Regions from separate parts of the Mus musculus genome. Here region 1 is linked to region 2. The links are chromatin contacts, called in public HiChIP or PLAC-seq maps. All regions are on one chromosome and are shown on one strand. The core of a region is the stretch at or near the end of the contact, and the rest is flanking DNA. Distances in the headings are between cores, read along the strand shown. Region 1 has its middle 13 kb from the start of Musk. Region 2 has its middle 2.6 kb from the start of Gm35402.

The links. HiChIP or PLAC-seq counts read pairs in DNA pulled down with a chosen protein or histone mark.
Region 1: a contact with region 2 is called in a CTCF HiChIP or PLAC-seq map of the NIH/3T3 cell line, with 7 read pairs. The contact joins two enhancer-like sites. A contact is called at or near these places in 1 of 39 promoter capture datasets (trophoblast stem cells), 1 of 15 datasets of contacts at CTCF or cohesin (the NIH/3T3 cell line) and 1 of 115 datasets of contacts at active chromatin or transcription factors (embryonic stem cells).

Annotation. Positions count from the first base shown.
Region 1 is chr4:58,270,746-58,274,983 of GRCm38.p6, reverse strand. No RefSeq gene overlaps it. Among named protein-coding and RNA genes, the nearest start is that of Musk, 13 kb to the left of the region's middle. Within about 2 kb of position 2,968, at least 47 of the 459 cell types and tissues checked have an H3K27ac peak or open chromatin away from gene starts, as enhancers often do. A contact at or near this core is called in the NIH/3T3 cell line, where this site is marked.
Region 2 is chr4:58,029,960-58,034,074 of GRCm38.p6, reverse strand. No RefSeq gene overlaps it. Among named protein-coding and RNA genes, the nearest start is that of Gm35402, 2.6 kb to the left of the region's middle. Within about 2 kb of position 2,419, at least 6 of the 459 cell types and tissues checked have an H3K27ac peak or open chromatin away from gene starts, as enhancers often do. A contact at or near this core is called in the NIH/3T3 cell line, where this site is marked.

The DNA of each region.
Region 1 (4,238 bases), core at 1,719-4,218, 240 kb before region 2:
CATGTAGAAAATATATGTCCAATAATATTTAAAGTACCCTATATACATTCTCATGTATATTTTTATTCTCATTGATGATTACAAATTTTCTTTTAATAAACAGATATAGCATCATCTGTGCACTCATTCGGTTTAAGTTTTGCAATTTAACTGTGAGAAATAAAACTGCCAATATCTGACTTATTTATTTTTAACTCATCTTCTAATTAAAACCTGCAGGTAAATATAGAATTTAGTTACTCAGTCAAAGTCTGTATTTATGAGGCCCTGTGTGTATGTTTCCAAATTTCCTTTCAGGTATTTTCTCCAGTATTCTACCACATGAATTCTACTCACACGGATTCTACCATACTATATTGATAGTTTTATTGATGATACATTAATTGTTGAAGAAAGAACCTGCACTATTTTGTCCTTAATGTGAAATTTAACCTTTTATGAAGTATGCTTGATGCCTGGTGTGTGTTTGACATTAGTAAATGTTGACTGAATGAACCAGAGACCCTTAATAACCATGGAGAGTTTCATTTATAACATAAATATAAGTTCAAGTCTTTTCACTCACAATCTATGTCCTAAAACTTGTAAGACAATTATGATGATTACCTGTGTGGTTAAGGAGGTGGGAATGTTGATTGTTTTTCTTTTCCATATTTTTATTACATTTGAGTGTGTGTCTGTGCCTATGTTTTGTGTGTGTGTGTGTGTGTGTCTGAGGTGTGTGTGTGTCTGAGGGGTGTGTGTGTGTGTTGTGTGTGTGTGTCTGAGGGGTGTGTGTGTTGTGTATGTGTGTCTGTGTCTGAGGGGTGTGTGTGTGTGTGTGTCTGAGGGGTGTGTGTGTTGTGTATGTGTGTCTGTGTCTGAGGGGTGTGTGTGTGTGTGTGTCTGAGGGGTGTGTGTGTGTGTGTTGTATGTGTGTATGTGTTGTGTGTGTGTGTCTGTGGTGTGTGTGTGTGTGTCTGAGGGGTGTGTGTGTATTGTGTATGTGTGTGTGTGTCTGAGGTGTGTGTGTGTGTGTTGTGTGTGTGTCTGTGGTGTGTGTGTGTGTGTTGTGTGTGTGTGTCTGTGGTGTGTGTGTGGCTGTGTCCGTGTCTGTGGTGTGTGTGTCTGAGGGGTGTGTGTGTGTGTTGTGTATGTGTGTGTGTATCTGAGGGGTGTGTGGTTTGTGTGTGTGTGTGTGTGTCTGTGTGGTGTGTGTATGTGTGTGTGTGTGTGTAATGGTGCATGTGCAGAGTTTGAAGGACAACATTCTTTCTTTCTACCACACAGGTCCTACACATTGAACTCAGGCTGTTTGGTTTGACAGCAAGCCTGTTTGTCTTCTGAACCTTCTGATCAGTCAGTCCTCTTTCTAAATTGGATGATCTGTTCTTTGTATAATGCAGATATGTTCCTACTGAGAGAGTGGAAGTAAAAGTGATACAGTTGACATCAGGGCTGGGGAAATAGTTTAGCAATATAGAATTTGCCCTGGATACCCAAAGACCTGAGTTCTATATTTAGGTCTACCATAGACAGTTGCCATCAAAACTAGGTCCACACATAATGATTGAGTACATAACATTATGACATGTAGACCTAGTCGATTCTAAACTGGAAAGAATTCGGTACAAACTTTTTAATATAGTCCCATATCTAATTAAATTGTGTTATAAAATTCTACTAAACCATGAAAACATGGGTAAATATCTTCAGAGGTTAGTACTGATGGTACCCAGCCAAGGAATCTCCCAGGGTAATTGAGATTTATTTTTCAACTGGGCTTCTGATTTCTCTTAAATTTATCATTAGTAGGATGGTGTTAATATGCTCTATTGGTCTCTTCATCAAGTGTTTTTCACCCACTCATATAGTTCATCCTGAAAAGAATGCTAGAAGACAGGGGCTAACACCTCCTCACTTCACAGATGAAAGGACTGAGTTTCTTTCAGTCAAGAAAACCTGGACCTAACACCAATGCTCTCAGCCCTTACCCGTGGATTCTCTCAGTCATGCAACAGATATTTGTTGTGTGCTTACAAATGTGCCGGGCACTGTGCTGGGTCCTAGGAGTCCGGTGGTGCTCAAAACAAGCACGGTGCCTGCTCTCTTTGAGGGTTCAGTAGGAAGAGCAAGGATTAAATACGGAAGCGCAAGTTGAGATAATAGCTATAAAGAGAAATTACAGGGTGCTCTGGGGTGCTCTGAAGGCTCCCTTCCTGAGATACGACAACCAGCAAAGGTTGCTCTGGGAGAGTGATAATTAAGCTAAGAGTTGATGGATTAGCCTAAGTCGATGAAAACCTGGGGAAGAATGTAGGAGGTTCTGAGAAGAGCATGGCCGAGTGTTTTCTAATCCTTTGACAAGCTTTCACAGTGAGATCTATCTTAGCCCCGGGTCATTAAAGATCAATTTCTCTGTGTCCCCCTCTTCTGACTTTATATTCACTACATCTGCTTTTAGGGACGGATATTTGCTTTCCATTCAGCTTGACAATAAGAAGAATGCGCTGACTGAGCAAGCCTTTGCTGCTTGTGTTTGTTAGGAGAGTCCTTCCTCCTTGCAACTTAGTAAATCCATGTTATAGCAATCTCGAGTACGTTGTCTTCTTGTGAAGTCTGCTCACTGCAATGGTCTAGCTTCTGCATTGTTCCTTCCCAGTTTCCACCAGCCTTCCCTTCAATGCTCCAAATGATTCTGTCTTGACCACCCTCACTTTTCCATGTGCAGCTCTAGAAATGGGTCATATTTCCTTTAAAAGAATGATGTCTTTAAACTGATAATCGATTTAGTGAGCACGCACTCCTTGATTATATTGATGGGGTTTAGTGTAAAGAGAATCCATTTGGAAGACAGTCTGAATGAAATCATGTTCGGAGTATTCGGGGAAGAAAACAGAGACCATCTTGCCTTGGCAGTCATGTGCTGAGTGACTAATGCTGGTGTTCCTTTATGAGACTGTTTTATTATAAAACTGTAGTAAACCGTGCTGGCATGTCCCCACAGCCAGCATGGAAATGAACTTACTCATAATATTTACTTCTTCTCCAGAGTGCCTAAGCAGACCTGAAACATCTGAACTAACAAAAGTCCTCCAACTTATAATATGTCCCAGCTGTTGTGAGGCTTGTGTGCGTGCCTCTGTGTGTGTGTGTGTGTGTGTGTGTGTGTGTGTGTGTGTGTGTGCACCTCGGAGGGGATTTCCTTGTATTTATTCATTTATGTGCCCTTTGCAGTAGGGCAAGCTCCGTCCGACTGGAATTCCATGTGTCTTTCCTGAGCATTTGTTATGTGTAGAACATTGGCTCGTGTCTAAAATGTCTTCCAAGCAGGACGCAGCTGAGAGCCATGAAAGATGAGATTGTATATTGTTTAGGCACAGTGATATGACTGAGTGGTATTTTCACAGTCAACAATTCATTTTTCTGCCAGTACAGAATGCCACATTATTAACAAGCGGGTATTATCTGGTGACTCTCATGAAAAGATACATTTGTATTACTGTTTTCTATTATTAATTGTTTATGAGCAGCTGGTTAACTTTTAATATTACAGAGATAAAAATCATCAGGGGCTCTATTAAATTTGGTTCTTTTTTTTCTTATCATCTTCTCTAAGTTGGGAGAACAAAGCAAGACAGGTCATAAATGTCTCAAATTTGAAAAAAAAATGTAAGGAGTGCAAGAAAAACCCATTATGTGTCTTTCCCACCTTCTTTCTAAACAGGAGCATTTACTCAAGTAACTGAACTTAACTCTGGGGTTACAGCAATGGGCAAGTCTCTGAGCAAGAAACTTGCAGCTTGGCCAAGGAGAAGAGTAATGATATCAACAATTAATACTGAGTGCAGGGCTTGGGGATTCAGTGGTAGAATGCTTGCCTGGCCAAGATCATGAGTTATAACCACAGCACCAGAAAAAGACCAGAACACAAGGGCATAGGTCAGCTGATGGAAGGCTCATCTAGAATACTTAAAAATCTACCTTCTTTATTCAGCTTTACAGAAACAGGGCACAGTGGGGCACATGCGCAATCCTAGCAACAGGAGGTGGAAACAGGAGGATCAGAAGTTCAAAGGCATCCTTGGCTTCCTAATACGTTTGAGGCAATCCTGAGGTCCATGAGACCTTGTCTGGGAAGTAATAGGCAGGTTGTAAGGAGGGAAGAGGGGAGAGAGGACAGTGTCAGAGAGGTGTGCTGAGAACACATGGGAGTCTGAGGATGCTCACACAGATTGGCGTTTGAGCTGAGAAGTCAA
Region 2 (4,115 bases), core at 1,170-3,669:
TCTGGAGCCTTAGTGTTCTCAAACCTCTTCCAGGAAAGATGTGTGCTCTACCCTACGCTTGCAACGGAGTTGAAGAACACTCATTCTTGACCTAATGTGCTCGAAGATCTGGTGGCTGAAATATTCTTTTCCTAACCTCCCTTCCTGGTACCCCTGCTACAACCACCTCAACCCTCCTTACTGAGTTTCACAGCCTGTGTTCAATATTCACACCCAGATAGTCTCAATCATACTTTTCTACAGAATTAAGCCAGTGAACGTGTTTTATTCATTAAAAAAAAAAAGTATTTTTCACTTTTGGCATCTGTGAAGTGGGAACACCTCTCATAGCAGAAAGGCATCATGTAAGTGCATGGGAATTATTGATGCCTCTTACAAACTTAGATTCAATAAAAACTGATAAAACTAAACCTGGGGTGTCTATCATTGTCTCTGTGATATTTGGCACATGAAAACTCACAGTCTCAGGTGTCATCATCACCCAAGATTCTAGGAGTACTTTCTGCATCAAAGAAAGCCTTGTGATGCTTTTGTCTGGGACCTTGTTCTTTAAAAAACTGGTCTGAAGAGATGGCTCAGTGGTTAAGAACATTAGCTGCTCTTCCAAGGACTTAGGTTCAAGCCCCAGTACCCATGATGGTTCACAGTCATCTGTAACTCCACTCCCAGGAGATCCACCTCCCTCGGTCTCCACAGGCAGCAGGCACACACTTGGGGCACAGACACATGCCAGCAAAACACTCGTACACACAAAGAATAAAATAAAGAAATGAATATAACTCTGCTACTTCTAAGAAAACAAAAAACCAAAATACTAAAACAAAGGAAAGCAGTGTTGCCTGAGTTCTCTGAAACTCTGAACGCCCTAAGCATGGGTTTTTGGTTGGTTTGTTGGTTTTCTTAATGAATCACTTTGCGCTGTGCACAGGCATGCTAAATTCTGACAGGCTCCTCCTCGCCAGCTCTCCTAAGAGCAGAGTGGAGACTATGAGAACAAGGAGTCAATTGAGAGCTTCTCTGCCTTTTATAATAGGCTCATCCACTTTCACACATCCAAGCTGCCTTCTCCACCCAGCCCTGGTCCATCATCTCTTCTCTGGTGAGTCACAGAAACACACATAGGCCTACCTTCCTGGCAGCAGTATCCCGACTCCTCCTTCCTCTGTGGTTTTGCCTTTCTGTTGCTGATATGACTGTCCTTCCTTTTTCTCTTATTTGCTCCCACTTCAGATCATGTGGAAAATGTATCATCCCTCCCAGCATCCAGCCCCTGCAGTGAGTGGGGAACTTCAGCCCCACCTCTGCAATGCAATGCTCAGAAGGGGCCTTAGGACAGGGCTGTGCATCAGCAAGCACCAGGGCCTGCCTTCATTTTCAGGTCCAAAACTTAAGGCTCAGGCTGTGTGAGAGTTTCCAGAGTAAAGTCATCATCAGTGAGAGAGTGGAAAACAACCTTGGCCACTGCCCCCAATCCTTCAATCCTCCAGATCCATGGCTCTTCTCCTTAGAGCCTCTCTCTGCTCTAAGAAAAGCATCAGCCACTGCACAGTCCTGGAGTGTATAAAGGGTGTGAACACAGACTGCACATTCGTCTTCTAACAGTGGCTTTGAAGGCACAACAATGTGCTCAGAAATGAGCTTAAAGATATGCTTGCGTATGTCTTTGGGAGCAAGGAAGGAAGATGAGCTAAATCAGTAAAGTACCTGCTGATCCCATAAAAGTCTGAGGATCTGTGTTGAACAGCCCTGGGATCCACACAAAATGCCAGGTATAGCACATCTCTAACTCCAAACACTGGGTAGGGGGGAGGGGGACAAAAGTAGGTGGCTCCCTGGAGATCACTGGATGGCCAGCCTGCTGAATCAGTGAAAACTTATTGAATGACTGAGGAAGACACCAAATATCAAACTCTGAGCTCCACACATATGTGCACACTAACGCACACACAGAGACACATATACACACATCTGACACACGTCGGCACACATACACTAAGAAAGGATTGGCAAGGAGAACACAGTATGAAGAATTGGAAATGACATGCTCCAAGCTTGCCCTTTGGCATTCATACAAAGTCAAACATTAAGTTCCCAATCTGTGACACATCTCCTGGACTGCCTTCCTCATTATCCATTTTTTTATAGCAAAATTATATGGTATTGACTGAGGAATTGTTGTTCTCCTCCCTAGAACTTTGCCATGGTGACTAAATTATCTCTTGGGCAAAAACATTTGGGAACAAATACACACACAGAGAAGGGGAGGGGAATGCACACACATCATCCTATCAAGATTCAGTAAAGCTGTATATATAAAGGCAATAAAATCAAAATACAACAGATGTAAGTGGTGGGGTGCAAAGAGCCTAGCACCTTCAGATCCAACCACTGGACTCCTTGCTTTCTAAAACAGTGTGGCCCCTCCCTTCTCAGACCTCAGTGGTGATGATTCACACTGCAGAGAAGCTGAGCCGGAGCTTTCCCATCTCTCCTCTTCAATCTTCCTTTAATCTCTCTCTCTCTCTCTCTCTCTCTCTCTCTCTCTCTCTCTCTCTCTCTCCCCCACCCCCACCCCCGGGCACAGATTCCTAAGTACACAATATCTCTGTAATTCTCTGTAATACATGTTGAGGAATTACTTTCAGCACTTGCCTCTACCTTTCCCTACCAGATGTCCATTGCTCCTGCATCAGTCATATCTGCTTATGACATGCTTATCACTACACACCCACTTTGGCAACAGTCTAGTGTGAAGGACGGCAGGGAGCACTGCTCACATCTCAACATCAAACATACATTTTGAAGGTAAAATTCCTCAGAGTGGGATGGAAGTCCATATCCTCAAAACCCGTTTCCCTAAATCCTGCCATGCCTTCCACAGAAAGCCTGCTGTTGCATTTTCAAATTTCAACATATATACTTTTCAGTTTTTGAAAGTGATTATGTCATTTCCCAGGCCTCTCTGTATTGTTTTCTCCATGTTTTATCTTTGTTTGTTAAGAGGTAGGTTGGATGTAAAAAATAAAAGAAAGGAAGACAAGCAGGGAAGAAGGGATAGAGTGGAGGAGAGGAACACCAGACTGCCTCCAGGTTATAAGGTTGGTGACTAATGACCAACCATGAGTATTTTTGTTCAGGCTTTATTCATATTAAGTAAATTTGGAATTGTGAACTATGCCTTCTCTGTAGCCTGAGCACACCCAAAAGACTCTGATGCAGTTCTCAAATTGGACAATAACTGTTTTAGTTACTTTTCTATTGCTGTGACAAAACATGACCATGGCAACTTATTTTTTAAAAGGATTTAATTGTGCTTATGGTTTCAGAAGGTTAGAGTCCATGAGGACAGAGCAAAGACAGGGCGGCAGGAACCGGCGAGAGCTCACATCCTGATCCATAGGCAGACGGCAAAGAGAGTACACTGGGAATGGCCTAAGTCTTTTGAATCCTCTAAGCCTGCCCCCAGTGACACATCTCTAAAGAAAAGCCACACCTCCTAATCCTTCCCAAACAGTTCCACTAACTGGAGATCAAGTACTTTAATAGATGAGTCTATGGGTTCTCTTCAACCACCACAATAGCATGTATCCCAGGCAGAATTATGTTGAAAAAATAACAGTGGAAAATGTCCAGAGGATCACAAGAGACTGTCGGTCATGCAATAGCTAGAGTTCTGGGAATGCAGGTCGGTGGTGGAGCACTTGACTGGCAGGTGCTGTATTCTATCTCAGCACTGGGAATGGTGGTGGGGAAATGGTGGGTCATCTTTGTTTCTTTTCCTGCTACTGTAATAATCTACCTTATAATGCCACACCACCTCCAGAAGGATCTGTGTGACAAGTTCCACAGACTGAGGCAATTGACCTCAAAAGGGGGAGGCCTCCTGGAACCAGTTGTGAAACTCTTCGCTGGAGAAAAATTATTGAGCCGTAGTTCTCATGGCAATCTATCTATTTTGTTTCTCTTATTCCTTTTCTTATTTTACATGTTTCTGGTAGCCTAGGCCAAGATCTTAAGTGAGAATAATGAGTAAGAAACCATCCCTTGAGATGGTGTCACTAACATGACCTTATCTCCGGGGAAACCAACGCTTAACTTTTTAAATCATTTACAAA